2 separate regions of the Mus musculus genome follow, and region 1 is linked to region 2. A link is a contact called in public Hi-C data. All regions are on one chromosome and are shown on one strand. The core of a region is the stretch at or near the end of the contact, and the rest is flanking DNA. Distances in the headings are between cores, read along the strand shown.

Evidence for each region. Hi-C and Micro-C count contacts between places; a contact is called where the count stands out from the background.
Region 1: a contact with region 2 is called in a Hi-C map of CD8 T cells, with 2.0 times the contacts expected there. The contact joins the enhancer-like site here to the promoter of Gigyf2 in region 2. A contact is called at or near these places in 1 of 39 promoter capture datasets (hippocampal neurons), 3 of 484 Hi-C or Micro-C datasets (CD8 T cells, the HL-1 cell line and nephron progenitors), 6 of 115 datasets of contacts at active chromatin or transcription factors (embryonic stem cells, extraembryonic endoderm stem cells, fetal liver and 1 more) and 4 of 9 other capture datasets (adipose tissue, embryonic stem cells, liver and 1 more).

What each region holds. Positions count from the first base shown.
Region 1 is chr1:87,413,622-87,419,584 of GRCm38.p6, forward strand. Gigyf2 (GRB10 interacting GYF protein 2) reads left to right here. Exons shown (of 29, transcript NM_146112.4): 15 at 3,197-3,363; 16 at 5,467-5,558. Among named protein-coding and RNA genes, the nearest start is that of Kcnj13, 22 kb to the left of the region's middle. Within about 2 kb of position 4,455, at least 7 of the 459 cell types and tissues checked have an H3K27ac peak or open chromatin away from gene starts, as enhancers often do. A contact at or near this core is called in CD8 T cells and memory CD8 T cells, where this site is marked.
Region 2 is chr1:87,323,770-87,330,403 of GRCm38.p6, forward strand. It overlaps Gigyf2 (GRB10 interacting GYF protein 2), which reads left to right and starts at 3,229. Exons shown (of 29, transcript NM_146112.4): 1 at 3,229-3,323.

The DNA.
Region 1 (5,963 bases), core at 3,205-5,704, 91 kb after region 2:
CACTGCTCTTGAGTAGCCTTTCTCTTCTCTCTCTCTCTCTCTCTCTCTCTCTCTCTCTCTTTTTAAGATTTTATTTATTATTATACATAATAATAATTATTATAATAATAATAATTATAATAATAAATTATACATAAGTACACTGTAGCTGTTTTCAGACACGCCAGAAGAGGGTGTCAGGTGTGGTTGTGAGCCACCATGTGGTTGCTGGGATTTGAACTAAGGACCTTCGGAAGAGCAGTCAGTGCTCTTACCCACTGAGCCATCTCTCCAGCCCTCCTTTTTCTTCTCATGAGAGTTTGGCATATCCTATTTTGTCAAATCAGCTTGTCTGCCACTCAGTTCGACACCACTTTCAAACATGGGTGTTTCTTTCTGCAAACTAACTTTACATTCATTGTTTGGGATTAAAGGTGTGTGTACTAAGGGTGTGTTTACATTCCAGCCAGAGGGATTAAAGGTGTAATCTAAGGGCTAAGCCATACCACAACTAGAAACAGTTTTTTCAGTAAATAACACAATCTTGGGGTTCACAGTGTGACCACATATCCTGCAACAGACATGCTCAGACCTACCTGCTTCTCTATCATATTTGTAACTGTCTCTATAGCTGCTGTGCTGTTTTATGTTCTTGCCAAAGGTACACAGGATTCTCATTTGTCTACATCCGTGCTCACTTTTGGTTTATTTTGTAGTTGTTGGGATATCCCATTGTATGTACCGTTTGTTTGAGCGGAGGGAGTTTAGCCCCTGGTGAGCTCCAGCTCTAATTCTCCTGACTTGGCCTCAAGGGCGCTGGGATTACGGATGCCTTCTCCCAAACCTAGAGTGCTGTGGTGTCTGGCTCTGATTGCTGTGTTGAGCATCTTTACCTGTGTTTATGTCTAAAGGAGTTTTTCCCTTTCTCAGCCTCTATCTCCCTTTTTGAGATGATATCTTGTATTACTTACACTGATTTCACACTTCTGGGCTGAAGGCCCCTGCCCCAGCCCTCCGTAGTAGCTAGAAATAATAAAGCCAACAGACACAATTATTCTACTAGGCATGTTTGTGTGTACCTGGTGGTAGGTCCTTTTTTTGTTTCTAAAGATTATTATTTATTATCACTATTTATGTATTTGCATGTTGTGTGAAGCCAGAGGACAATTCTATGGAATTGGTTCTGCATTTTCACCTTTCCTTGAGTTTCAAGGGTGGAACTGGGGTCACTGGGTTTAAGTGCTCATACTTACTGAGCCATCTTGCTGGCCCAGATCTTTGTCTTCTTACAGGTGTTTACTTTTTTTTTTCCATTTTAAATTTTGTGTGTGTGTGTGTGTGTGGGGGGTTATATGTACATGTGTATCAGGTGTTTGTAAGCTGACATATGATGCTGGAACCCAAACCTGCATCTTTTGCCAGAGCAATGGGTGTTTTAACTGGGAACCATCTGTGTGTGCGATGGTGGTGGGCAGGTGCACACATGGTGTGGAAGTCAGAGGACAACTTGCAAGTGTTGATTCTCTTCACTGTGTGGTTCCCAGAGATCTTTCTCAAGTTAGTTGTCAGGCTTAGTGGTAACCATTTTAACCGACTTCTCATCTTTCATCTTTTTTATTTCCTAATGTTTTTTAGTTCAACTCTTTTGCATATATAATATATAAAATGCTTCACAGATTTGGGTGTCATCCTTGCATAGGGACCATGCTATTCCAGTTTTTTTAGTATATGTGCTACCAAAGTAAGCTCTCATCCTTAGGATAAAAAAGGTGGTGTAAATATTTCTGCACCATATGTAATGTACCATATAAAATATTGGTAACCCTTCCTTCCCCACCATTATAGTCAGCTTACTCATACATTTTTATAAGTTGAATGAAGCATCTTATTCCAAGAGTAAGTTTAACTTTATCATTGTTTATTTAGTGTATGTGGAGTGTACAAGTACACATAGAGACATACACATTCTTTTAGCCATAAATTATTTGGAAGTGGTTTTAGCTTCTAAGCTAGGGATTTTCCTGTTAGTATTCTGGTGTGTGAGTGTGTGTGTGTGTGTGTGTGTGTGAGAGAGAGAGAAAGACAGACAGACAGACAGACAGACAGACAGACAGACAGACAGACAGTGTGTGCGTGTATCAGCGCATATATACACACATATTCTGTGGTGATGCGGTGTTTTATTTTAATTAAAAATTTGGAGGGGATCAGTTGTGGTTGTGCATGCCTTTAATCCCAGCACTCTGGAGGCAGAGGCCAGAAACTGGTAGATCTCTGTGAGTTTGAGACAAGCCTGGTCTGTAAAACAAATTCAGTACAGCCAGGGCTATTACACAGACCAAACCTGTCCAGAAAAAACAAAAAAAAAACAAAAAAAAAAAAAAAAAAAGAAAGAAGAAACAAAAATGGGATTACTGGATAAATGACTTAACAGTTAAAAAAGTGCTGCTCTTCCAGAGGACCCAGGCTTACTCCCAGGATCTACATAGTTATATAGTCAGACCCATCTGTAACTCAGGTTCTGGGGATCCCACACCCACTCTGGCCTCTGTGACCAGCCACATATGTGGTACAGAGACATTCCTATAGGCAAAACACCCATTCATACCTAAAAAAAATTTTTAATGCTAAAAAAATACTGAAAATTTGTCTCTGTTCTGTAAGTTTTTATGTTTAAAGTGCTCAACTAAAGAATGCTATTTTTTTCTCAAGGCCAGATTTGGTCTAGTTGGGTACATTCATTGCAGTTTGCCTTAGTTCAGTTGATGATTGCTTTTTACAAATCACTAATCTCCAACAGAACATAACAAATGTAGCCCTGAGAATTTAGTGATCATATCCAGCACATGCTATCAGCTCGTCAGTGTATTTTACGCTCCTGATGTGAGTTGTTGCAGAGGGCGAGACGGTTATTCTGCGTATAGTCATTAAAGCATTGGTGACAAATTTGAGACGCGTCAGGCTGGAGCTTGCTCGGGGGTGAGACTCAGCAGCAGGGTACTTGCTGAAAATGAGTAATGTCCTGGCTTAAACTCCCAGCTTGGGGACACAACATTGTGCATTTCAAAATTTAATTCCCTTTGTATCTAATTTTAAAAAATCTTATTTGTTACTTTTTGAGGTAAGCTGGTATTCTATAAAATTTTGAATGAACATGAGACTCAGGGAATATACTTATTTTTGAGCCTGACAGCATTCTCACTCCCCTTGTGTTTAGGTCCCTTTAACAATCAGGAGATGGCCGAGTGGTTTCAGGCGGGCTATTTTACTATGTCTTTGCTGGTGAAGAGAGCATGTGATGAAAGCTTCCAGCCCCTTGGTGATATCATGAAAATGTGGGGAAGGGTTCCTTTCTCTCCAGGCCCAGCTCCCCCTCCTCATATGGTGAGTATCTTCCCACTTGCCTGAGATTCACAGTAGACACAGGAGTACTTGTTTCTCTTTGAATGACAACCAGGGTTGCAGTGAAGGAAGAAAGAATGGTAGTTTCTCTTTCTTTTTCTTTGATACAGGGTTTTGGCCTGGAACTTGCTCTGCAGACCAGGTTGACCTCAAACTTGTGGTGGTTCTCTTGCTCCTACCTAAGTTGCTGGGATCATAGGCATGAACTACCATACCCAACCTGGTAGTTTCATAGAAGTAAATTGAAATGATAATGGGCATTTTTGAATGGGAGAATTGTATACTGAACACTAATGACCTTTTCAGAACTTACTGTGCATTCATCTATATATACTGTATAAAATCTGTCGGTGGTTTTCTAACCAATAAAGAATGAGACCAATATCTTATCCTGACCTAACCTGTAGGTCCTTTATGGTCTGACTCTCTCCCTTTCATAGCTCATGTCAAAGCTTTTATCTTCTGTGTTTCAAAATGGCTGGCCTCTGAAAAGTTCTTATTACTTTTACTTAGAATGTACACTTTTCCTCTCACCTCTATCTCCTTCTTATTTTCTGGCTCATAAAATTTCTTGAACTTGAGGCTTATCCAAATATAAGTGCCACTTACTGTGTTAGGATATTTTGAAGGCCTAATCCTTTGGCTGGGAAAATTTTCTCTTGAGGCTGGCCTTTCTCAGTTGAGTTGCTAGTAGAGGTTGCTATGTGTGTGTCTGTCTATGTTTTTATTAAATTGAAGCAAGTAGTGGTTGTCCATTGATAAAAGTGATACTATTTAATTTACCATGAATACTGGATTTCTGCAGTAACCTGATGTTGACTTACACAGCTATACTGAGGCTACCAGTGTTATTTTCACGGTAATTGTTTGATAGGTGGCAGTGAATGTGCTGTATCCTCTGTTATTAAAGGATGAGACTCACTGGCTTGCTGGCCATCATACTTTCTCTTCCATGATTCATACATTATTTTTGAGAATTGTTTCTTTTCAATCACAAGAACAATTATAGTGAATCATTACTTGAATTTACCTGACAAGTTTGAGCCTTATTTCCTGTCTTAAAGTTGAAATGTGACTTTGATGTGTCAGGAGCTAAAAGCTGCTCGCTTGGTTTTTGGCATGTTCTCACCCCTTGTTTTCTCCAGTCACAGTCTGCATCTCTTTAGTTGAAGCTGTACCTAAGCCTCGGTCTGTACCCTTCAAGGGGAAACTTTTGGGAAGCTCAGGTTGCTTGTTACCTGCTACCTCCTTCCTCAAAGCACTGATAAGAGAGCTGACTTTCACAAGCAGAACTCTTAAAACCCAGCTACTCGTGTGAAGTGTTGACTAGACCTTACTCCTGATATCTCTGAATTTAGGATTCTTCCTGCCCTAACCCATTGTATGTCAGATGCTTTATTCCAAGCTATAATCAGTAAGCCAGAAAAATACAAGTTCATATATGGTTTGCCTAGGGGTTAGTCTGTTATCTTAGGTTTTTATTTTTATTACTATAAACCTTATATTTTCTTTGCCTCTATTTTAACTTTACAAAACTAAAATTTCAGCCATCTTCTTTGAATTATTTTGAAATACAATGAAAATACTATTAGCCTGTGTTTCCACCTTCCAGTGTATAACTAGCGTTAGAAATCCCTAATTTGAGGGAGGAGTTCTCATCCTATCAGCTGTTAGGTCACTTTACTCTTTTTCATGTTGTCCTGTTTCTGTGATTTTTATGTGATCTTTAAAACAAGCCACCAAGATTTAGAGTGCTGGGTAATTTCTCAATTACAGTAACAGATTGGTAGATCACAGTTCAGCTTTCAGTTTGAAGTAGTGGATGACAGTGCTGAGTAAGGACTGCTTGTGACTTATGTTGGTAATGCCACCTCATACCACTAGGTGGCATTGCTTGGTTTTTTAAGGTAATGGGGTTTTTAGTTAAGGGTTTGAAGGGCACAAGTTTGGAGTAGGAAGCAAAGGTCTTGCGTGTGGTGTGCTATGTGTGTGCGTGTGCATGTGTGTAGGTGTGTATACTCGATGCTATGTATGCTCATTGCTGTCTATCTCATGGTGCTTCTTCTTGTACCTCTTTTCCCTCAGGGAGAATTGGACCAGGAACGCCTGACCAGACAGCAGGAACTCACTGCCTTATACCAGATGCAGCACCTCCAGTACCAGCAGTTCTTAATCCAGTAAGAGAGTGATGCAGTAGGATGCACTGCAGCATCAAAAGAACCTGACATAGAATCTGCTTCAAGTCTCACCTGTTAGAGTGAGAACTCAAGGCTTCTGTGATTCTTGAGTAGCCTACTAGTGACGTGTGTGCCACTGTCCATCTCATTGTAGCTTGCCTTTTAATTCTAGATTCCAGAGAATGGCATCTAATTAGGTTTTCAGGGTCTTTAGTTGCTGAAGAAAGAGCCAGACAATCATTTTATTGACTAAGTACTTTTTGAGGGGCACAGAGAAAAAACAGAGGAGAAGGTAGGAAGAAGTTAAAGAGTTTGTTGTTAGGAATGGTGTAGAACAACGACCAGCTCACTAAGGTTGTTATCTTACGTGTGTGTGTGTGTGTGTGTGTGTGTGTGTTGAGATAT
Region 2 (6,634 bases), core at 1,979-4,478:
CAAATATTCTCTATCATCCTCTCTCAACTTCTTGTTTGTGGATTGGGATGTGAGCTCTAACATTTCGTAGTGCCATGCCTTTGCTCTGCCATCATCGACTATAACCTTCTGAAACTGTAAGTCCAGTTAAAAGCTTTCTTTTAGTAAGTTGCCTTGTTCATGGTGTGTGTGTGTGTGTGTTTTTTTTTTTTCACAGCAATAGAAAAGCAACTAAGACAAGTCTGTTTTGGAAGTTGGATGTCAAATTGTTTGTAGGTTGACTTCGGTGGCGGTGAAAGAAACTCTGTCCCATGCCTCTCTCACTGGTTGCCAGCAATTTTTGGTGTTACTAGCTTGTAGAAACATCACCCTTACTTCTGCCCTCATCTTCAAATGATAATCTCCTTGTGTGTATTTTTGTCCAATGCTCCCCTACCACCACGAGTTTTGAAAGACAGTCTTACTATATAGTTCAGAGTGACCTTGAACTCATAGTGATCCTCCTGCTTCATCTTCCTGAGCACAGAGATTATAGGCCTGGCTTTATTTCCCTATTTTCTTCAGGGCACCAGGCATGTTAAATTAGTGCCTACCCTAACTCATCTTATTTTATCTTGAGTAGCCTATGAAGACCGGTCTTCAGATAAGGTCACTTTCTGAGGTACTTGGGGGTTAGGATGTCTTAGCTTACCTTTTTGGGAGACACAATTTAATCCATAATCATGATGTTCCAGACTCTGTTGCTGTAAACAAATTACTGCAAGACATAATGGCTTCAAATGTCCATTTTATTATGCTGAAGGAGTCAATAGATCAGGAATTCAGACAAAGTGCCATGAAGGTACTTGTCTCTCCTTCATGATGTCTTGGGCTTTGGTGCCCTGGGATGACCGGACTGGCAGGGCCAGATTCCTCTAGTGGTTTTTTCCACTCACTCTTCTGGCTGTTGATGCTAGCTGTTGGCTGAGGCTTCAGTTGGGACTGTTGATGAAAAAGCCACACACATGGGCCTCTTCTTGTGGTTTAAACTCAAGGCAGTATTCTAATTAACCCTAATTGTCAATTTGACACAGCCCAGAGTCATCTGAGAGGAATGGGTTTCCCATTGAGGAACTGCCTAAATTAGATTGGCCTGTGGGCTTGTTGATAGGGGATTGCCCAGGTTGTTAACTAATGTAGAAGGGCCTGGCCCACTGCAGGCAGCAAAATCCCTGGGCAGGCAGTCCTGGGTTGTCTAAGAATACTTGTAAGAAGTGGGCCTAGGAACAAGTTTGTAAGCAACCCTTTCCATGTTTTCTGCTTTGAGTTCCTGCTTAAATTTTCATTGTGAGCCAGGTAATGGCGGTACATGTCTCAGCCCCAGTACATAGGAGATAGAGGCAGACAGAGCAATGTGAGTTCAAGGGCAGCCTAGTCTACAGAATGAGTTCAGGACAGCCAGAGCTTTGTGGAGAAACCCTGTTTTGAAAAATCAACCAACCAACCAAACCAAACCAAATTAAAGACACCTTTTCTTGAGAGCATATCCTTGCTCATCAGGGTCAGCAACACCGGAAGCTGGCAGTAATACAGCTCTTCAATGGGCCCTTCAGACTTTCATGCTGCTGAACTTATCTGGTGTCATCCATATTTTCCTTTTCCTTTGTTCTCTCCCCATGTATTAGCTACCTTTCCTGTTGCTGTAATAAAATACCCCAAAAGAATTTGCTTAAGAGGCAAAGGCCTTATTTTGGTTCACAATTCAAGAGTATGGTCCACCTTGGGAGTAGTCACATTGCTTCCAAGGTCAGGAAGTTGAGACTGATGGAACCTTTGAATGTTTCTGTGTAGCTTTTTCACTTAGGTCTTATACACTATAGAATTCTAGCTTATGGAATGGAATGGTATTTTCCACTTTACCTACTCTCGGGTTTCCCCACATCAAATAACATAATCTAGATAATCTCTCATAAATTTGCTCAGATATTTGTTTCCATGATGAATCCAAATCCCATCATGTTGACAGTCAAGATTAATGATCACAGTCAAGATTAATGATCATTCTCTGAATTTAATGCTCTTTTATACAGTCTCTCTTTGAAAGGGAATCAAGACTCAGGAAGGGAGGCAGAGGAGGAAGTTGGTATATATATATATATATATATATATATATGTATGTATGTATGTGTGTGTGTGTGTGTGTATTTTTTTTCCAAGTGTTGAATCCAGGGCTCCCAAACGACTAGGTTGGGAGTCTGCCACTGTGTTCTGAAACTTAAGTTTATGTTGATGGGAAGACCTATGATAAATGCTGGAGGATATTTTGCAGTGATTGTGTGAAACTGAGTGGATCCCAAACACCAAAGGTAGTAGAAAGGCAGGAAAAGACTAATGGTCCCAGAAAGACCCGGGTGACTTGAAATGGTAGATGTACCAGGTTTAGCAAATCAAAGTATATAGTATGTCCAGCTAAACATGAGTTTCAGAAAGACAGCAGATTAATTTCCTGTATTCTGTATTGCCGGGTTTACTATTCGTTATCTCGCAACCCTAAAATGGGAAGGCAGTATATATAAGGGGGTTGTAGGTCCACATGTAGTGGAAGGGTGTAGTAACTTTTTTTTAGTTTTTCGAGACACGGTTTCTCTGTATAGCCCTGGCTGTCCTGGAACTCTGTAGATCAGGCTGACCTTGAACTCAGAAATCGATCTGCCTCTGCCTCCCAAGTGCTGGGATTAAAGGTGTGAGCCACCACTGCCTGGCTAGGTGTAGGAACTTTTAAAACCTTCCCAGCTGTCACATTCCAGTACTCCAGGATGAATTTCCAGTTCTATAAGAAAGGAAACTGCTTTGAATTTCAGCTTTACCATTTGCCCCATGATGGACCAACTGGCAGGAAAATGCTAGACCAAATGCTGTGGAAAAGTTCTAGCTTGGAAAACCAGCTCATAAATGATGTGGAGATTTTTGTACTGCAACCGGGCACTGGATTGGGTGCATCGGACGGTGAGTCATAGGGCCTCTGGCCAGGCTCCAATTAGGGACACCAGTTCAACTCTAGGGCCATAGGAGATGCAGCCAAAGGCCCCACTGTGCGCCTGCGCTACTCAGGCTCCGTCCTCGCCCGGCCCTGCATCCGGGTCTCAGGGAGGGGCGTGTCCGAGGGGAGGGGCAGGCCGTCGAGGAAGGGAACGATGTCGTGGGAAGCTGGAGAGCAGGGAGGGAGTGAGGCGGGGATGTAGGCGGGGCGGGGGGCGGCGCGGCGCGCGGGGTCACGTGACGTGCGTGGCGACGTGTCGGCCATCTTGTGTTGTTGAGGCTGAGGATTGACTTGGGTTCTGAGAGACTCCTGTCCCGGACCGCAGGTAACCAGTGGCTCGGTGTGTGTCTCCCCTGCCCGCGGCCATCCCGCGCCCAGTCCCCGCCATAGCGCCCCGAGCTGCCGTGGCCCGGCGCCCACCGTCGCGTCCCCGCCGCTCCGGCCCGAGCCGGCCGCATGGACACACTCAGGCTGCCCGGCAGCGGCCACGGCCGCTGCCGGCTGGGGGCGTCAGACCTGGGGACAGGGCAGGTGCGAGGTCAGCAGGAGCCTCCTCCCGTGCGAGGGTCCCGGCAGTCCAGGGAGCGTCCCGGCCGAGGGCAGCCCCCTGCTTTCGCCCCCGTGGCATCGCGGGGGAAGCCGAGGAGAGGAGGCGGGAGGCGGGGTGGGCAGTGTCAGGCCGGAGGGTTCGCCTTCCGCTGCCCGCTCCTCGGGGCTGGTCGCCCGCACAGCCTCGGGGTACCCCGGCTAACAGCTGCTGCGAGCCGACAGCTGCTCCTGCCGGCGCTCCTGCCCGCACCTGCCCCAGGGAGGTGCGCCCTTGCCTTCTCCACCGAGCATCTGGACTGGGGAAGACTGCTTCTAGGGCTGGAGGACTGGTCTTGAGCAGGCCCCAGGCAAGGTGGAGTCATGATCTGATCCTGGGACTGAGAGGCTTGGGAAAGTAGAGCCCCGGGCAGCCCCGGGGACCCGAATGTTCATACCGGCTTGAAATGGGCAAGCAGTTTCCCACGAAGCACTCTTGAACACTTTGGTTTTGTAGCTGAAATATAAATCAAGCCAGCAAGTAAGGAAGGGTGTGAAAGGAGCTGATTGTGTGACCGCGTTTGGGAAGCAGTAACGTTGCTTTGCATTTATCTAGTACGGTCTCCCCTCACCTCCAGTTTTCTCGAAAGTCAAAGCACTTAAACACACCTAGTGGTTCTATTAGGAAGGTAAGTATTCCAACATAACTTAAGAAATGAAGGGACTCAATCAGTGATGGCTTCCCACCTAGTCCCATCTACCTTGAATTATAGGTAATTATGTTTCAGAGTGTTGTATACAGGGATTGTAGTCTTCCTTATGTAGTTACTCCTCTTTAGTAACAAATGACTTCCTAAATTACAAAAACTATTATCCTACTTTTTGTACATGAGTTTTCATCCTTTTTTGTGGCTCTGACTGGCAGAATTTTTCCTTTTGGTTAGAACATATACTTTGTCTTCATTTAATGATATTTCCCTAATGTAGCAGCTTTTAGATTGCCTAGACTGGGATATGTACTTCACTGTCACATAAGAAGACACTAGGAAAACATTTAGAAGTGACATATGTCTGGAAAAATACCAACGTTGAAGATGTTGGTGATTTGCTAGAAAGAAAAAGACCATACCTTTTTTGGTACTTGACAAAGGATTTAGAGTTTTGTGGCTGGGGAAGAAGAGATTATGTACTGTATGCTGCCATTCTTGTCTTTTCCTTTCTTTTCTGTTTGACTACAAGTACTACAGTATGTAGTGTGAATGCTGAGGGACAAACATTTCTGTTTGTGTTGCGCTCACTTCTGGACATCTAAATACTTAAGTAAAAATATACAAATACTTCTTGATGTGATGATTGGGCTGTGTCCCTTAAATTGATTGAAAGTTGAAGTATGTAAGCTGAAATTGCATTTAAAGCTATCAGTCTGCTGCCCATTAATAACAGCAAAGCCTCCTATAGAATCTTGATCATCTCCCGCTTGTATGGTTAGATTTTATGTGATTTTGTGACTCTCTGGTCCTAGCCAGCAATGCCAGGGAGTATTGTACTACATACATATTGTTAACTCAGGAAGAAATCATAATTAGAAATATGAAGAATGATTTCTACTGAGTCCATATTGTTTTTACCTCATAGTAGAGTGCAAACTCTTGTTAAGTTGAACATTTCTGTGTAGGGACCATCTGTTTATGTAGGAGTAACGGGAAAAAGAAAAAGAAGAGAGATAGGGGGACTGGATAACAATTGTGGGAAGGGTTAATTTTTAAATTTAGTCCTGTGAGGAGACTTTACAGGTAAGCTAAAATTTGAGGAAACACCTGATAGGTAGAGGGCAGGGTCCTTCACCAAGAGGAAAAGAGGGCAAAGATCCTGAGATGAGAAGATAAAACTTAGGTGGGACCTATCTAAGGCTTGCTAGGAAGAGGACTGAGGCTAACTAGTCTGGGGAGACTGAAAGAAACTGATCAGATGTATTTACCCACCTCTTTGGCAGGAAGATGAGGTGGACCATTCACTGCTCTGGAGTCTTTTTTTTTTTTTGGGTGGGATGGGGTGGGGTGTTTCCAAGACAGGGTTTCTCTGTGTAGTCCTGGCTGTCCTGGAACTCACTCTGTAGACCAGGCTGGCCTTGAACTCAGAAATCTGCCTGCCTCTGCCTCCCAAGTGCTGGGATCAAAGGCGTGCACTACCATGCCCAGCTGGAGTGTGTGTGCGAGCAATCCAGGCTGACCTGAAATTGCCCTTCTCTTACCTCAGTCTCCCCAGTTTCTGAGATCTATGGAAAAGTCTTAAGAAAATCAGGTTTTATAGACTTGAGCCAAGATCCCTCCTTTCCCGTTCATTTGGAAAACTCGGGATGTTCATCTATTTCAGGAATTATAATGGATTTCTTAAAAGTAAGTTTTTAGATGTGATTGGTGTTAGACTGCCTGGAAATGCTTTTTAAAAGGAATGGCTTTTTGTTTTGTTGGTTTTGTTTTTTTGTTTTTGATTTTTCCAGACAGGGCTTCTTGATGTAGCCTTGGCTGTCCTGGAACTTGTTCTAGACCAGGCTAGCCTCTTCCTCCTGAGCACTGTGATTAAAGATGTTTACCAACACTGCCTGGCAAGAAATGGCTTTTAAAGAAGGATATCCCAGCTTCATGATTGACTAGGACATTTTGCAAACTCAGGGACTACCTGGTAACGTGGTAACTAAGATTCAGAAGAGCTAGGAATATAGCTTAGGCTTAGATCACTTGCCTAGCATGCCTGATGACCAGGTTGAATCCCCAGTACTGCCTAAACAAAAAAAAGAATAGAAATTTCAGAATATTTGGAAGTGAGGAACTGTTCTCAGGCACTGGTGATTAAGGAGTATAATCAAATGAATCAGTATATTAACCCAGGTTATCCACAGTTGGTTAGTGAAGAGTTTCTTTTACTTCTATACAGTCCAGCCTAGTTCTAATGGGCTCTCCTAATTTCTGTGGAGATCCCTTTTATCATTTTGCTTGTGTAGAATGTTTTCTATTTTTCTTTTTTTACCTTATAAGCTAGATTTCAAATTAATTTGTTGCTTAGTAGGCTGGGGACTTTTTTCTGAGGGCCTTCCAGCGTATTTTCATATTC